Regions from separate parts of the Zea mays genome. Here all the other regions are linked to region 2. The links are chromatin contacts, called in public Hi-C maps. All regions are on one chromosome and are shown on one strand. The core of a region is the stretch at or near the end of the contact, and the rest is flanking DNA. Distances in the headings are between cores, read along the strand shown.

What was found. Hi-C and Micro-C count contacts between places; a contact is called where the count stands out from the background.
Region 1: a contact with region 2 is called in a Hi-C map of ear, with 4 times the contacts expected there. The contact joins the promoter of LOC100275996 here to the promoter of LOC103629990 in region 2. A contact is called at or near these places in 3 of 25 Hi-C or Micro-C datasets (ear, leaf and tassel).
Region 3: a contact with region 2 is called in a Hi-C map of endosperm, with 2.4 times the contacts expected there. The contact joins the promoter of LOC100280336 here to the promoter of LOC103629990 in region 2. A contact is called at or near these places in 6 of 25 Hi-C or Micro-C datasets (ear, endosperm, leaf and 1 more).

What each region holds. Positions count from the first base shown.
Region 1 is chr6:129,760,337-129,763,036 of Zm-B73-REFERENCE-NAM-5.0, forward strand. LOC100275996 reads left to right here and starts at 1,391. Exons shown (of 1, transcript NM_001149894.1): 1 at 1,391-2,328. The coding sequence starts at 1,442. The coding sequence ends at 2,020. It overlaps LOC103631377 (DNA topoisomerase 1), which reads right to left. Exons shown (of 21, transcript XM_020539478.2): 21 at 2,468-2,700.
Region 2 is chr6:129,593,624-129,596,323 of Zm-B73-REFERENCE-NAM-5.0, forward strand. LOC103629990 (NF-X1-type zinc finger protein NFXL1) reads left to right here and starts at 1,386. Exons shown (of 1, transcript XM_008651086.3): 1 at 1,386-2,700. The coding sequence starts at 1,664.
Region 3 is chr6:129,416,893-129,419,592 of Zm-B73-REFERENCE-NAM-5.0, forward strand. LOC100280336 (THO complex subunit 4) reads right to left here and starts at 1,319. Exons shown (of 7, transcript NM_001153262.1): 1 at 952-1,319.

The DNA of each region.
Region 1 (2,700 bases), core at 141-2,640, 170 kb after region 2:
TCTGCGAGGCGGGATGAATAACTAAGTCCCCACCGAGCAAGTCTGCGAGATAGAGCGAACGACCAAACGGACCCGCAAGAAGGGAGCCTAGGCCGACGTTGTTGGTCCACGACTGCCATAACAGGACACGTCGCCACCAAACCATGTCCACACCATGCTTACAGTGCCAAAGGGGGTCACGACAACAAAGTCTCCACCCACGTACCAGGAAGGATGGAGGGTGACGCAAGGGTACTGACAGAAGATGAAGATGTACTGAATACGAACCTCAACCTTAACGAGACCACATTATGTGGGACCCATCAAGTACAGCAGCACGGGCGTAGAGCGAGCTATAGGGACTTGCACGTCGGGCAGATGAGACATGATGTCGTGCCAAGAGTACGGCAGCACACGACCCGTTAGAAGGAGTCATGCCGCATGTAGGCACGTCCCAAGATTGGTCCAAGAGGGGGCTGCCACGCACTACGACATAGGGCTTAGTCAAAGAACTCTCTCTCTCTTTCTCATGTAAGGACCATCCCTTGAAGTATAAAATGGAGTCCCTCTCCCCTCGTACAGACACAAGCACACCAGTTGTAACACATCCTCAGCAATACTACGATCAACACTACACTAGACTACGGCGCAAGCCTAAACCATTATAAACCCCATGTCTTAGTTCCTTGCTAGGATCTCTGTGATCCACCATTCGGAGTAATATAAGTCCGTGCTTACATTCCCGCCGAACACAATCTATTGTCCCTCGTTTCTAAAACCACGATACATCCAATTTGAATCGATGGATAAAGTTTGAGTTTTACTAGGACCCTGCTTTTGTACCAAATCAGGTGAGTATTATACTTCAAAATCCGAAGTTCCAATCCTTTGCATCTGTTTTGTGTAAGACAGAAGCCTTTTGTCTAAAAGGCAGTGGACTCGGATATGTGCACATATCCGTCGACCGCATCAGCATGAACTTCGTATGCCAAAATGCGGCAATGCATTTCTGGAATGGAGCTAGTTCCATCTTCCCGGTGGCATCGCCGCATCGGGACGACTTGAGAACCATGGGTCCCTTTCGGTCACGCTTTCCATGAGGCGAATGAATAATGGTCGCCTCATACCTAAGTAAAAAAGCTTTAGAACTTTGTAAAATCCCCATTGCAAAATGAGAAATGGAAACGGAAAAAAAGCAAGGGTTTAAACCTTCGTCGGAACTGCCAATCACTGTAGACCGGGTTATCGCTGAAGTAGTCCGCCATGATCCTCGCGTGTCCAGCGGCGTGGTCCCGGTTAATGGCGATATGAAATTGCTAGGTTGAACGGTTGGAGAAGTGAAAGTTTGGGGGGTGGGGGGAGGAAGGTAATAAAAAGAGTATAAAGTACGTATAGGGAGAGATGGATGGTTGGAGAAGCCTTATCACAAAAAACAACCACCAAGCGACGGCGCCTGCACAAGATGAACCAGCTCTCTCTCCTCCACCACCTACATCGGCTGTCTCCCGGACGCGGCCATGGCCTCACCGCCGTCGTCCGAGCTGGGCTCTCCTCCTGTGAACCACCAACCCCGCAGCAGCACGCAAAACGCCTCCTTGCCATAGCGCCTCACGAAAGCATCGCAGCAGCTAGGGAGGAGGAGAGCCACTTGCGTCAAGAGCTCGCTGCAGCGGGCAATAATAACGAGGCCGGCGGCGGCGGCAGGACGTGCGCTCTGCCGACGTGGGCGCTCCTCGGCGGCATCACGGTGGGCGTGACCGTGGCGCTGGCCCTGTCCGCGGGGCCAGGCCCCGCCCTGGCGCTGGGGCCAGAGGGCCCCCTGGTGGAGGAGTTCTGGGACAACATGCGGCGGTACGCGCTGTACGTTGTGACGGTGAGCACAGGGGTGGCGTACACGGTGCTGCAGCCCATAGTGGAGCTGCTCAAGAACCCCGTCACGGCGCTGCTCATCGTGGCCGTCATCGCCGGCAGCGGCTTCCTCGTCTCGCAGGTGCTCAATGCCATGGTCGGCAACTCCGACTTCATCTACAGGTATGAGTAGGTGGATGGCGAGCGTGTGGTGGCGCTGAGGTCTCTGCGTGACCGAGAATGGAGAGGTGAACGTGTGCTTTAGTGTGTCAACGAACCAGGAGCTAGAACAGGAATGTCTGAAATTGAAGTTTGCTGTCTGGATGTATTTTACTCTGTCTGATATTTACTTTGACCAACAGGCTATGCTATGCATGAGTGAAAGAACGTGGACGTCTTCTAGTACCTATACCACAGCTCAGTTTTACTTTTACATCTCTCCAGTACTTATTGGTGAGACATTTTTTCATAGACAAAACTAAGTAGTGCTACTGAACTAAAGACATTTAAAAGTGGATCCAATCGGTTGAATGGTGAAAAACTTACGATGTTCGTAAAGGTATTCAAAAGTAAAAAAAAAAATTCCCGCGACAGCATTACTAAGACTAGCCGTTATTCGGGATCAACCGGTGAAAACAAATTAAAAAAAAGGAGTGCAAAACAGATGGAATTTCAGCTGTGAAGTAGCATATACAATTCTTACACATGAGTACATAACCTACACGACGGTCACAACTAAAATGGGTTTCCTGTGGTAAAAGATGCATTTATCTCTAGTACAAAATGTGAAAGTAATTAGGAAATGCAGCGATTATGTAAAATAGGTGATGAAACCACCCTCTCATCTTTGTTAAGCTCAGAATTTTATAGTCT
Region 2 (2,700 bases), core at 136-2,635:
GGCAGCTTTCTGGATACGGGAAAGAGAAAGGGAAAATTATTTCACATCATAAGCATACTGCAGATGGACTGCTTCCTTTATTTAGTTTATGCAAGGGGTCATAGACATTAGTTGTCTATTGAACTATCAAGAGCATGTGCACCAGCTACATTGCCTATCCATGTTATACATAGTGAGAAATGGCTGAGCTGACCTCACCTCTAAGCTCAGTAGAAAAAAAAAACAGAGGCAAAACCACCTTGCCCAATTTTATAGTCCATACTGAAGTTGTTGTTTGTAGCATTGGAAAGTTCATCATACGAGAACTCTATAGATCTGTCAACCTTCATGCCCTGAGCTTGCAAAACCTTGCCTGGAAAGGTATTTAATTAAGAAGCCATAGAAAGTTGATAGAAAAAACATTGCCGTGCCTGCCAACATAACACATTTTTTCCACCAGGAGCATGGCACAATTTATATGAAGAAAAAAATAGTATGTTCCTTACTAGGTATGGCTTTCTCTTATTTTCTGCTTCGTATAATACACTGCAAACAACTAAATGCTAGCAATCAAACTAACGATACATGCACGGCATTTTAATTATTATATTATTTTGATGGGATGTCTAAGGTTGTGTTTTTTCTTGTGCTCCTTCGTATGGGCATGCGACTGTGTCTGTTCAAGGAGAGGTAAATTGGTCAAAGTATGTGAAATGTAGTGTTAAAACTTGATTAGAGTGGAGAAAGAGAGGAATTAGTAGCTATCATAACATTGTTTGAAGAGGAGGTCATTTAGGAATGATATATCTTGAACCCAAATTCTTAGGCCATGTTTGTTTCTTCCAAGATTGTATAATCCAAATTACAGATTATATAATTACCTAATAATCTACTTATTGATTATCATATTATAGGTATCTAGATTATATAATTCACCTAATAAACTATATTGTTTATTTGTCTCTTAATTTATTAATCTAGATAAAAATAAATAGGGCCTTAGCGGTGGTATTGTTTAGATATACGCTTTTTAAGAGCATCTCCAAGAGCTCTCCATAAAACGACTTCTCAAAATCAGTTTTAAGGGATATCTAAATAATAAGTGGGGGTAAATTTTAATCCTTTCTCCAACAGGTCCCTTAAAGCAGCAGTTTGTTTCTGGGGAGCCCAAAAAACCCCTCATTTGTAGCTACAAATGAGGGAGTTTTAAGGGCTATGAAAAAGTTGGGGGCGCTTTAGGGGAACTGTTGGAGACATGTTTTTGTGTTTTTCCCAAAAAATAGATTTATGGGAGACTTCTGGGGAGCTTTTGGAGATGCTCTAAGAGCGGCATAGATTGGAATTATCGTGACGTCACAGCCGCAAAACTAATGGACCCGATCGCACCATACCTCTCGGTCATCTCGAAGACTCGAACAGGCCCAGGCGGCCAGGCCTTCCTCTTTCGCCCTCGCCGGTTCGCCGTCCTCTCCGAGGCTCTTCCCAATCAAATACCCCCCTCCTCCCACAGTCCCACCCTTCCCGTTCCTCGCCACCACTACCCTCCGCCGGGGCTTCTCTTCCCCATCCCACACACCGCACTCCACCCCTGCAACAACACTCTTCTATATCCCACCGCAAACACCCCGCCCCGACGGCGGGCGGTGCCGCAACCCTAGGTTTACCCCTCCCCTCCCGCCGCTGTATGCAGCCCTCCACCGATCGCCGCCGCGGGGGTGGACCCGTGGTCACCGCCTCCCATGTGTGGCGACCCCGCCCCGCCGCCTCTGCCCCCGGCTCGATCCTGCCCCTCCCTACCTCGGCCTCGGCTTCGGCCTCGGAGGCACGCCCGCCCCGCCGCCGCCCACGCCGCCCTAATCACGGTAACAGCCACAATCACCGCCCTGCCGCGCCTCAGGAGCAGAACGACAACGCAGGACACCGTCGCCGGGGCCCACCGCCGGAGAGTCCGACTCCCGCGCCGCCTGCTCGTTTCTGTGATCGCGCACCCGCGCCTGCAGCGGCGTCGACTCGGGGAGATGGGGCGGTGCCGCAGCTGGTGCAGGAGATCCAGGACAAGCTCTCCCGCGGCGCGGTGGAGTGCATGATCTGCTACGAAATGGTGCGGCGGTCGGCGGCCATCTGGTCCTGCGGCAGCTGCTTCTCCATATTCCACCTCCCCTGCATCCGGAAGTGGGTGCGCTACCCGGCCTCCGCTGCGGATGCATCCCGAGCAGCAGAGCCGGCCTCCCCTTCCTGGCGCTGCCCGGGGTGTCAGTTCGTGTACGCCACCCCGGCCCGCGAGCTCACCTACAGCTGCTTCTGTGGGCGCCGGAGAGATCCCCCCAACGACCATTTCCTCACACCCCACTCCTGCGGCGAGCCCTGCTCCAAGCCTCTCGAGAGAGCGGAACCGCCTGGCGCCAAGGGGGAGGATGTTGACGCCACCAGGTGTCCGCACGTCTGCGTCCTTCAGTGCCACCCGGGCCCGTGCCCGCCATGCAAAGCATTTGCTCCGGATCGACCCTGCCCCTGCGGGAAGCAGATCATCGTGCGGCGCTGTGCGGACAGGAGCACGCCTGTGACCTGTGGCCGCCCTTGTGAACAGATGCTGCCTTGCAAAAGGCATCGCTGCGAGAAGGTTTGCCACACTGGTTCTTGCGGGGATTGCGCTGTTCTCATCTCTGTGCGTTGCTTCTGCCGGAATAAGAATGAGACATTGCTATGTGGAGACTTGATGGA
Region 3 (2,700 bases), core at 69-2,568, 180 kb before region 2:
TTTATTATTTGAACACAGGGACAAACCGAAGATGATCCAAACAAAGAATTTGCACAATGCAACAGCTACCAGATTGATATAGGCGCAAAATTATCCTCATGTTGTGCGAAAGGGCTTCTAGCTGAGTTAGTTTGGTGATCTGATTAGCACTCATGGGGGCGGATCCTCGTGTAGGGATTGGGAAGCCTCAAAGCACGAGTAAAGATCTAGCCTATAGGGGACGGATCCTCATGCTGCAGTGGGGGGGGGGGCAACTTTCATGATCTTGCTCAGTCGGGGCTTCGATTGAGCTTCTTCTTAGTGAGAACAATCTTTCCCCTACCGGCCGAGTTTTTTTTTATCCTCATTGTAAATTAAACTTGAATTTCAGAAGCTAAGGGAGCCTATAGGACCCAACTTGGAAATATTAACCCATGCATGTACTTTGAGCTTGAAATGTTTTTCTCTGCAGCACTCAACAGCAAACATGTATGAACAAAACTGAAGTTAGTAAATTTCAACTGAAACAAGGTCCTTGTGTCAAATGTTGTGTACGAACATGATAAAAAATAAAATATGCGAGAGCACTTAATAGCTATTGTTTACGTAAAAGATGGCTGGCTCCAAATCTCCAAGTGCACAAAAAAAATGATTTGCATTAAGCCATGAACACACACCAATCTGCCAATTAGTAACTGCAAGTGCTCTTCAATTAGATTTCGAAGGGACCGGTATTATGGGATAGTATGGACTGGTAGTATAAGATAATATTTAAGTTAGCAGAGCTAACTACCACCTCAGTTCGCACTTCATCAACAGTGCATCTACGCATTCCCTAATCCGAACACTACCGTGGACAAATTTGTGGATCCAGAAGTTGCTACAAATCAATGATTTTGCGATGCCGAAATCAACTACACCGCCGAGGTATGTTTGGAAAAGGAAAGGGAAAAGGAAAAGAGATCCACGCACCTGTGGCGACGAGCCTGACGGAGTGAGGAGGCAAAGGACTCGTGAGGGCTTTCTGGTGGCGACAGCCCAAAGTACAGTCAGCGGTAGATTAGTCGAACGAACTCAGAGGAGCGCGTGGGGTGGCCCGTTCCGCAGCCGGCCGCCGGTAGCGAGACGAGATCGTTACAGCCCTAACCGCATGAGGGCTTGCGCGCGGGTCGGGGACGCGGGAGAAGCGAAGTGCTGTGTGTTGGATGACCCAGGATCGACCGGTTTCCGGAGGGATTCTCCGGGAATGCGCCGAGATGGGCTGGCCGGCGGCTCGACGAGTCTTCCCCTCGTCGAATCGAGAAAGAGGGGAGAACGGCTTTTCTGTGGGCGGGCTGGCGGGGCCAGCGGATTGGGTTCTTTTCGCTGCTGCGTCGTTTTCCGTTTTCTTCCTCCGGCGCTCCGGCTTCCGATCCCAGAATTAACTTTTTTTAAGTATGCATCCAAAGCAAGATTCTAAGGTATCCGATGTTTGATTATTAGTTAGATGAATTAAATATAGTCTAATTATAAAACTAATTATATAGTAAATGAGAAGTAAATAATAAGACAAGCTTTTAAGTCTAATTAATCAATGATTCGATCATGTGATGTTACAGTAAATATTTAATAATCGTAGATTAATTAAGTTTAAAAATTTTGTATACAAAGAACATACTACTAGAAGCATAGTCACATTCTAGTAGTTATACAAGTGAAGCTCAAAAGGCTATATGAGATGCACATATAATGCAAAAAAGCAAGAAGCAAAAGCTATAAACTACATAAAAAGCAGAAGAAAAGGAATAAAAACAAAAGGAGCCCTCGATCAAAAAGGGAAGCAAACACCCAATTCACATCATCAATGTGCAAAAGTGGATTGGTCAAAGGGTTTGATCAAAATGACAACAAGCTATCGATGGGTATCAACATGGCGCAAATCGATGTCGCCTTTCTCATAATGATCACGAAGAAAGTGAAAACAAACACCGATGTGCTTGGTCTTCGAATGCAGCATAGGATTCTTGGCAACACTTATGGCACTCGTGTTATCGCAAAGCAGAAGCATATGATGAAAATCCAAGCCAAAAATCTGTAAAGTAGCCATCATCCATAACAACTGCGAGCAATAGCTAGCGGCATCAACATACTCAGACTGTTTGTGCGAAGACGAGGAAACCAACAAAGACCCCAAAAACTGACAAGCCCCAGAAGCATACTTGCGCTCCAAGCGACATCCCTCAAAATCAGCATCTGAGTACCCACACAAAGATGGAATGGAAGAAGAAGAGTACCACAAACCAAACTCCGGAGTGAAGCGCATGTACCTAATAATCTGTTTCATAGCCTATTTATCAGAAGTGTGTGGGGAAGCTTGAAAACGAGAGCACATACATACTGCAAACTGTATATCTGGCCTCGTCGTAGTCAAGTACAGGAGAGAGCCAAGCATGCTCTTGCACTCCTTATGGTCCACGGGCTCATCGTCCTCATCAGCATCAAGCGTCGTCGTGGTGGACATGGGCGTCGAACAAGGCTTGGGCTCGCCCATATCGAACTTTTTCAGAACGTTCTTTCTATACTTGCCTTGATGCATATAGGTCCCGTTTTGGGTCTGCTTGATTTGTAGCCCAAGAAAAGAGTTTAGCTCGCCCAACAAGCTCATCTAAAATTCCCTGCTCATAGTATATGAAAATTTGGAAACAATAGCATGAGAAGAGCCACCAAAGATAATATTATCCA